Linked DNA regions of Sus scrofa: region 2 is linked to region 1. The links are chromatin contacts, called in public promoter capture Hi-C maps. All regions are on one chromosome and are shown on one strand. The core of a region is the stretch at or near the end of the contact, and the rest is flanking DNA. Distances in the headings are between cores, read along the strand shown. Region 1 holds the start of TMED2 (transmembrane emp24 domain-containing protein 2). Region 2 holds the start of CDK2AP1 (cyclin dependent kinase 2 associated protein 1).

Region 1 (4,586 bases), core at 1,344-3,843:
GGATGAAATGTTTTGGAATTAGACAGTGGTCATGGTTGAAAACCTTTGTGGGTGGCCTGACAAATCCTGAGAGACTGTAGTTCTTTGAATTAATTTGTCTTCAGATCCTGAAATATTGTTGAAAGATGCCTGATGAGTAATTATGACAAGGATGCTAAAAAGAAAAACCTGAGCAAAGAAGAAAGCATACCAGGTAGTTAATTGTGATTATTTGATAGTATTATGATTAGAGTTACTTTTGTCTTTTTTCCAACTTTTATTTTTTGGCCATGCCTGCAGCATGTGGAAGTTCCTGGGCCAGGAATCGAACCCATGCCAGAGCAGTGACCCAAGCCACTGCAGTGACAATGCCAGGTCCTTAACCTGCCTCATCCCAAGGGAACTCCTTCAGTATTTAAATAGCACAGTTACTTTTTTTTTTGTTTAGGGTTGTACCCACAGTATATGGATGTTCCTAGGCTAGGGGTCAAATCGGAGCTACAGCTGCTGGCCTACACCACAGCCACAGCCACTCGGAATCCAAGTCACATCTGCGATCTACATCAAAGACTCACTGGCAATGCCAGATCCTTAACCCACTGAACGAGGCCAGGGATTGAACCTGCATCCTCATGGTTCCTAGTTGGGTTCATTAACTGCTGAGCCATGAGGGGAACTCCTAATAGCACAGTCACTTTTAAAATAGAAAAGATAGGAGTTCCCATTGTGAGTCAGCGGGTTAAGAACCAGACCAGTATCCATGAAGATGCGGGTTTGCTCCTTGGCCTTCCTCAAGTGGGTTAAAGATCTGGTGTTACTGTGACCTTCAGTGTAGGCTGGCAGCTGCAGCTCCAGTTTGACCCCTAGCCTGTTCAATATGCCACAGGTTTGGCCACAAAAAGCTAAAATCAATCAATCAATCAATCAATCCCTGAACAGTGGAGTTAGAATGTTAATCATTTTGAAAATGAAAATTAACCTTTAATACCTAGATAAAAACAGACTTGAAAAAAAAACACCAGGATTATTCTTGGCACTTTTCTAGAGTTGAGTTGCTTGAGAAGTTGAAAAGGCTGTATTCATCAATTTAATTCAGCTTAATAGGAAACCTCTGAAGGTATTAAATGCAAAAAGAGATTTACTGTAGGAAAATACAAGCTCATAAATGGGTTGGTGAAGTTGGAAGGGCAGGCTCTAGGCTGAGCCTCCCTCTAGCTATGGCTGTCCGGATAACACTGCAGAACTGACCTGCCAGAAGAAGCAGGGCCTTTGCCACAGTTTGGAAGGTGGGGAATCAGGAGACCATTACTAGAACTCTGAGTTCGATAACGCATTGTCATAGCCTGGAATCTTCTTTCACAGTACCTGCATCTGTTTATTGACACCTGAGCAGGAAACTGGATATTGGGCCACTACTGCCCCCTATTGTCTGGTAGTCTTTGAAGAAATAATCCTTCAAACTTGCATTGCTTATTCACATAAATGGTATCATCTGATCTTCATGATAACTTTACATGATAAGCATAAAATGTGCTATCACCCCCTTTATACAGATAAGGAAATTTAAGTTCAGAGAGTGATGGAACATAATTAAGGTTACACAACTATGTGTAAAACTGGAGTAACAACCCAGGTCTCCTCATCAGGCCAGTTCAATGAACTTGATGTGTCAACTAACACATCATGAGTGAGATCTTTTGTGACCCTAGGGGAGGGCCTGAGAGAGCAGCATATATGTGCCAAGACTTGTGCCTCATGAGTGACACAGACTGGTAAATAAGTATAACTTAGAGGGTGCAAATCTACCTTGTAAGCACAGAGGAAGGGGCTAGAATTTGGCAGTGGGAGATCTAGGAACATTTCAAGAAGAGGAGAGGTGACATTTGAGTTGGGTTTTGAGGGGTGTGTAGGAGTATGCCAGGAGGCAAAGTGTACAAAAAAATTGTCCCAGTAGCTGGCAAGAGCAATGGGGCCATGGGGGTGGCAACTAGACTCTAGGGAAGTGAGAGAATTCTAACTTTGGAGGATGTAGACAAGGTTTTTTGTTTTCGGTAGTTGTATTATATATACATACAGTGAAATAAGGCGTATTAAGTATACAGTTTCTTTAGTTTTTAAAAAGGCATATGTAAACACTCATGTACCCATCGTTTAGGTGACGATGTAAAACATTTCCAACATCTCAGGAGGTTCTCTCTCGTGCCCTTTCCCAGTCTCTATACCCTTCTCCATCCTTCCTCCGTCGGTTTTTGCGAGGTGAGGGCAGGCTAACATAAATATTAAAGCCCTTGGTTTCAGCTCCATTTCCTCCTTCCACTCCTATTACTGCCTCCAAATCTTCTGCCATCTTTACGGACAATCCTAAGAAGATACTGCACTAGGGGGAGGAGGGTTATTGCTACTGTTTTTTCCTCGTGTGGTCCATGTGAAATTTAAGTTGTAAGCGCGACTGGAGAGAGGAAGAGGACAATGGTTTCTGGTCCTTCGGAGCCACCGTCCAGGCTCGGCCCGCGCGGAGACGCCTTGTCCCTCGGCGGCTGCCGTGCGTCCGTTACGTGGCAGCTGCAGGCGCCCGCCAATCCACGGCGCCCGCATCAGCCCCCTCGGGTGGCGCAGCCGGAAGGGGCGGGGCTGAGGCGGCGGCGGCTGAGAAGGTAGTGGTGGCGGCGGCGGCCACGGCGGCTTTGGAGGCCGCGCTCCCGGTCCTGGCTTCGGCCCCAGCCCCACCATGGTGACGCTCGCTGAGCTGCTGGTGCTCTTGGCCGCCCTCCTGGCACGGCCTCGGGCTACTTCGTCAGCATCGACGCACATGCCGAGGAGTGCTTCTTCGAGCGGGTCACCTCGGGCACCAAGATGGGCCTCATCTTCGAGGTGGCCGAGGGCGGCTTCCTGGACATCGACGTGGAGGTGCGGGCGCGCTGCCCGCGACCGAAGCGGGGTCTTGCGGCCGCTCGGGGGTTGCCGGCGCGCGGGGCCCGCCGGCGCGCGGGGCCCGCGGGGGGAGCGGGACATCGAGGCCACTGTCCGAGTTCTGGGAGGGGCGCTGGCCGCCACCCAGCGACCCTCTAACCTCCCTTTTCCCCGCATCTCCCCGGATTCCGGGCTCCCCACGGGATACGTAACCGTTGCTTGATTGCTTTGGATACTCAGCTTGAATGGCGGGTTCCCCTTGGAACCTCTTGCCGAGCTTTGTCGACCAGGCGCCGCGTGTCAGATCTGGGCCCAGGAGGCGCTTCACAGTCTCGTTTAGCTGGTGGCGGGTCTCGAACGGTCAGCAGCTGCTTTCCTCCATAGTGCAAATTAAAGTTGGCACGTGACATGGAAACTTCTGAAAAAGTAAATCGAAAGCTATTGAGATATGTAGGCAGACGTTCGCGTTGTGTTTTATTTTTCATGGAAATGATCCAGATTACCCGATTTTACGTGAATCTCCTTTACGTGATACCTCGTTTAGCCATCTCCGGCTAGGGGAGTGAGGCTGGTTATGCATTTTAGGTGTAATGACTGCAGCGAAGTGGAGAAAACGGAAAATTATTTTAAGAAGCCAACAGTCTGTAAATTATTTCCTGTGTCTTGTTTTAAGCCAAAAGAATGATTCGCCTCTAACTTTTTTTAGAAAATCAGATGTAATTAATATTTAAAGTCATCCGTTAGCATGATTAATTAGGTCTAAGGATTTTCCATTTGACACTGACCCTCAGCGGAGTTGGGCATAAATTCCACAAAACAAGTGAAATCCAGAAATAAGGAGCTACTGGAAGGACTGACTGTTAAAGTTAGCTGAGAGCTTAAGACACCAGCTATTCCAGTCTACAAGTTTTACAGGTGGCATGGGCTTCATAAGAGAAAGCAACTTGAACAAAGTCTAACAGCTGATATGCAGCAGCCTAGGATGAGAACATGGGTCTCAGAATATCCAATCTAGTCCTTTGTCTTATGTCTTCAGGCATCTCAGATAAAGCAGATTCCTTTACTGGCTGGCAGTAATCAATTAGCGAGACCCAGACATGTAGCTTGCTCAAAATTCTTAGGGTTTTGTTTTGTTTTGTGTTTTGTCTTTTCGGTGCCGCATGCACGGCACATGGATGTTCCCAGGCTAGGGGTCTAATCTGAGCTGTAGTTGCCCGCCTACACCACAGCCACAGTAACATCAGATCCCAGCCACCTCTGCGACCTACACCACAGCTCATACCAAGGCCTGGTCCTTAACCCACTGAGCAAGGCCAGAGATCGAACTCGAAATCTCATGGTTCCTGGCCAGATTCATTTCTGCTGCACTACGACAGGAATTTTGTGGAGTTCTGTCATTAAGTGAAGTGGAGTCAAGTGCAGGTTACATTTTCTTAGTGAATGTCCTATTGCTGATGGACTTCACTTTAGAAGTTTTATGATTTTGAATCTTTTGTGTAATCTCACACATTTCTCTCCTGCCTCCAGATTACAGGGCCTGATAATAAAGGAATTTATAAAGGAGACCGGGAGTCCAGTGGGAAATACACATTTGCTGCTCACATGGATGGAACATATAAGTTTTGTTTTAGCAATAGGATGTCCACCATGACTCCAAAGATAGTGATGTTCACCATTGATATTGGGGAGGCCCCAAA
Region 2 (4,586 bases), core at 1,071-3,570, 230 kb before region 1:
CAGGCGCGGCTCCCCACCCCCACGCCAGACAAAGAGCAGCCTGGGCCTGGGGAGCTGGCGGCCTTCCCGCCACTTGGGGCGCCTGGGGGGGCTCTCTGGCGGGGAGGCAGGGGCTTTGTCTAACTCAGCCACTGCCACTGCCGGCCAGGCCGCGGCTTGGCAACTCGCGAGCAGGAGGCAGGGCTGGAGGGCGTGAGGGATGATGACAAGGAAGCCGGAGGAGCGGCAGCGGAGAGTCCATCTTGGATGCAAATGGCAGGGGGAGATCGGGCTTTCCAAAGGGGTCCACAGGGAGGGGAGCAGCCTGCCACAGATCTGGGGACCTCAGCACTCCTCCTGGAGTTCACCAGAGGAGAAAGAAGAAAATCTGTGCACAGGTGCTAGCCAGCCCAGAACAGGACTTCAGGGGTGCTGAGTGGCTGCCTCTGCCACCGTGACCCCAGTCCCCAAAGGTCCCAGTTTAGGGTCCCTGCCTCAGCTGTACCAGGGCAGGCCTGAGATATCCCACCTGTACAGGCAGCAGCAAGACCCTCCATCCTTACCACAGTCAGATGAAGGAGGCAGTGAGAAATACTACAGGCAGCAAAGCTTGTCTTTATAAGGTTTGCAGACCCCAGAAGAGGTGAGAACATTTGAAGAGAAAATAGTGGCTGTTTGCTCTTGAGGCTTAGAGCCCACATTTGACCAACTTAGCTATCCCCCACCCAATCACATCCTGAATCTTAACCCTTTCCACTCCCCAATCTGTGTCTAAGAAGTTAAAAAATAAATAAATATTTATTTATTTACATGCATTGCTTTTCTGGGTCCCCTATAGGATTTTTGGAGTTATGGAGTCAACCATTTGGAGACAAGGCTCAAAACTTTCGGACAACTGCCAGCGTGGCATTTCGGACCAGAGACGCCAGTCTCCTCCCCGCCAATCACACCCCCCCACGCCCCCACGCGCCTAGCTTTTTGGAAGTTTGTTTCCCACCAAGAGTCCAAAGGAGAAGGGCTATAGTGAAGGGAAAGAGCAAATCACCCCCGAACCCCACAATTTTACCCTCCCCTCCCCCCGGTGCCTTTCGTCCTTGGGAGGAGACCCTGGACACAGCCTAAAGCTGCCTGACAACTTCTGGAGGAGTTTCCTGGGACCGTCCAGTTCCAGCCCCAAGGAAGGGAGAGGACGGCCCCTAGGCTTCTGCGGGAGGGGACCTTCCAAACCCAGAGTTGGGGGCTCAAGATGCGGGGCCCCGAAATGCGGGCCCCAGGCCGAAATGCCGCCCCCACCCTCCGCCTGCAGGCACTCCGAAACCCCGGGTCTTCAACTTCGCTCATTCTGCCGCACACGCCTGAGGGGACCTTGCCGCGAGCCCCATTTTGGGCACCCCGCTCCCACGCGCCAGGCCGAGCCGCCACCGATGATGTCCCCTGCACCGCCGGTGACCCCAGCGGCCCCGGGCCCTCAGGGCGGGCTGCACTTGGCACGCTCGCCACCCCGCAGCGCTGCCGCGCGTGGCCTAACCTTGCTCACGTGCACGCAGCAGTCTCGGCCCCCGCCCGGGCTTGACCCCCGCTCCCCAAGGGCGGCCCGCGCCCCGCTCCCGGAGCCCCGCTCCCCGCGCGGCCCGGCCGCTCCCGACTCCCGCCGGCAGGGGCCCTCGCCGAGCCGCCCAAAAGCCGGAGGAAAACGGAGCCGAGAAAGCCTCCCCCGCCCTCGCTCGCCGCGCTCCCCGCGAGCCCTCAGCCGCCGGCGTGGGGGGGACCGCGGCGGCAGCCAGCGCCCCGGGCCCCGGCCCGGCCCGAGGCCCGGCGCGGCACAGGGCGCACCAGCGAACTTTGGCGGCGTGGGCGCCAGAATCATGGCGGCGGCGGCGGCGGCCCCGCTGCCCCGGGCCGGGACCCGGTGCCTGCCACCCCCGGCCGCCGCGGGTCCCCGGGAGCCGGGGCCGGGGCCGGGCGCGCGGGCCCTCAACTTGGCCGCACTTGGGGCGCGGCGCACGCGGCCCGCAGGGCGCACTCACTTACCGGCGTTGAGGGAGGCGGCGGGCATGTGCGCGGTCAAGTTCGGTTTGTAAGACATCCCCCCGAGCGGCGGGGCGCGCCGGGGCGCAGCGGGGCCAGGCCCGCGAGGGCGACGGCGGCGGCGAGGCCGGACGGCGGCGAGGCGGCCCCGGCGTCCGTGCGCCCGTCCGTGCGCCCGCCGAGCTCCCGCGCACTTTTTGTTGTTGACGGCTCGGGCCGCACCGGCAAATATGGCCGTCCCTCACCCTGACACCCGCTGCAGTATATCACCCATACATCGGGCGGGCGCGCGGGCGCAGGGGCGGCCGCAAACTTTGAGCGGAGCCAGCGGGGCCGGCCCGGGCCGGGAGGGGGCGGCCCGGCGCGCCGCGGCCCGGCGTCAGGGGGCGGCTCCGCCCGCTGCCGCGCCCCGCGCCTCCGGGCGCGCTCGGCGCCCGCAACTTGGCAAAGTTTGGGGGGCTGGGGTCCCGGCGGCGCCCGAGGCCCGCGTGGGTCCCTTTCTTCTTCTACGCAGGCGGCGCCTGAAGATTTGTTCTTTTACCGATTAATTTTTTTAATAGCTAGGTAGGATTGCAGAATTACTTTTTTCCCCCTGGACTGTGGGGGCAGGGATGGAAAATTACCTGGAGAAAATGGTGGCGAGTGGTATTTTTAAGCGCGTAGATCTTTCCAGACGCCAAGGTCTGGCTACACCCCAGAGTAAGAACAACCAATTTTTGACATTGATTTCAAATAAATTTCACGTCCCTGTCGGTATTAAGTGGTTTTAACCCTTTAGGGGCCTAGACACCTTTGAGACTGTACAAAAGCCAGCAGCCTCCTCCCCTGGAAAATACACCCGAACATTCACACAATTTTGCATCTTAACACATTCAGATACTTAAGAAGCGCCTACTGTGTGCGGTGCACTGTTCCAGGTGCTAAAGATACAGAATAAACTTGACAAAGTTTCTTCTCTCCTGGAGAATTTTTTTGCAATTTTTGACTCTCCTCTACCCCCACCCCAGCCCACTTCTCAGATCTGACTGAAACACAATCACCAAATGTATTTTGCATTAGGTGATGAAGCTTTTGAAGGTATTATTTCTTGGAGTTCTGCTTGAATAGTAAATCTTGTCAAAATACAAGAGATGCCCACCCTTTTCTGCCCTTTGTAATCGCCATGCTTTGCCGAATTTTTTTGATTAGCCACAGACATTCAGATACATCCGGATCTACTGAGGAAGGCATCAACCTTTTTGCCTGAAAGCAAAGGGACACCATCCATGCCTTCCCTCCATCCCTTTAGGAATGAAGGTACAGGTGACACTCCCTTCTCAGCACCCCTTGTGATAAGCTTTAGGCTGGTTCAGCCAAGAATGTTCAGTGATTCTGCTGTTAGGCACCGGGGACTATATCCAATCGCTTGTGATAGAACATAATGGAAGATAATGTGAGAAGTGTGTGTAAGTATATATATATATGTGTGTATGTATGTATATATGTATGAATGACTGAGCTCTTTGCTGTACAGCAGACATTGACAAGAACATTGTAAATCAACTATAATAAAAAAAAATTTTTTAGGTGTTCCCATCATGGCTCAGCGGCAACAAACCCGACTAGTATCTATAAGGATGCAGGTTCGATCCCTGGCCTTGCTCAGTGGGTTAAGGATCTAGCATTGCCGTGAGCTGTAGTGTAGGTCACAGACTCGGCTCAGATCCTGAGCTGCTGTGGCTATGGCATAGGCTGGCAGCTATAGCTCTGATTCAACCCCTTAGCCTGAAAATTTCTATATGCTACGGGTACAGCCCGAAAAAGACAAAGACAAAAAAAAAAAAAAAAAAAACACGTTTTTTTTTAAGAATGCTCAGTGAAATTTTTTTCACGAATAAATTAATATCACCCTTTTGCTACCCTGCCTCTAGAGGACCAGTACTCTAGAGTAGCATTGTCTAAAAGAAAAGTATTGCAGGCCACGCAAATAATTTAAAAGTTTTAGTAGTCACATTTTAGAAAGTAAGAACTGGTGAAATTAATCTCAATTATAACATAGTTTATTTAACATAATATACCCCAAAATGGTATGATTTTGATACATAATGAATATAAAGCAATTATTAAGATACTTTACATTCTTTTTTATGATACTAAACTCTTCAAAACCCAAACTGTATTTTACCCTTACAGCTCATCCTTATTCAGACTGGCCACAGGTCAAGTGCTCAGTAGCCATGATAGCTAGCGATTTTCCTGTTGAACCAGTGAAGGGCTAGAAACTACAAGAATTGGACTCATAAGGTATTCATTCTGGCTCCATCACCTGCCAGCTGTTTGACAAAACCTCCATTTCCTTGCAGCAAGAATCCAGATCTCTGTGGCCTGCCTCAGTCCCTTCTACAGATGCTGTGGGCTCTTTTCTTTCTATGTTGTGTTTTTAACATGCTGCCCACCATCCCCCTCACTAATCGTTATTGAAAAATATTTTTCCTTTTGTTTTTAATTGAGATCTAGTTTACTTAGTATAAAATTTATCCTTTTAAGTGGTTAAGGATTCGAGATGTTGATACTGCTATGGTGGGAGTTCAATCTCTGGC

Evidence for each region. Promoter capture Hi-C pulls out the DNA fragments that hold promoters and counts their contacts.
Region 2: a promoter capture Hi-C map of liver shows a contact between it and region 1, with 11 times the contacts expected there. The contact joins the promoter of CDK2AP1 here to the promoter of TMED2 in region 1. A contact is called at or near these places in 2 of 5 promoter capture datasets (fetal liver and liver), 2 of 47 Hi-C or Micro-C datasets (embryonic fibroblasts and retroperitoneal adipose tissue) and 2 of 2 datasets of contacts at active chromatin or transcription factors (alveolar macrophages and skeletal muscle).

What each region holds. Positions count from the first base shown.
Region 1 is chr14:29,398,461-29,403,046 of Sscrofa11.1, reverse strand. TMED2 (transmembrane emp24 domain-containing protein 2) reads left to right here and starts at 2,593. Exons shown (of 6, transcript XM_003359088.4): 1 at 2,593-2,750; 2 at 2,753-2,886; 3 at 4,417-4,586. The coding sequence starts at 2,708.
Region 2 is chr14:29,628,818-29,633,403 of Sscrofa11.1, reverse strand. It overlaps CDK2AP1 (cyclin dependent kinase 2 associated protein 1), which reads right to left and starts at 2,320. Exons shown (of 4, transcript NM_001190166.1): 1 at 2,011-2,320. The coding sequence starts at 2,065.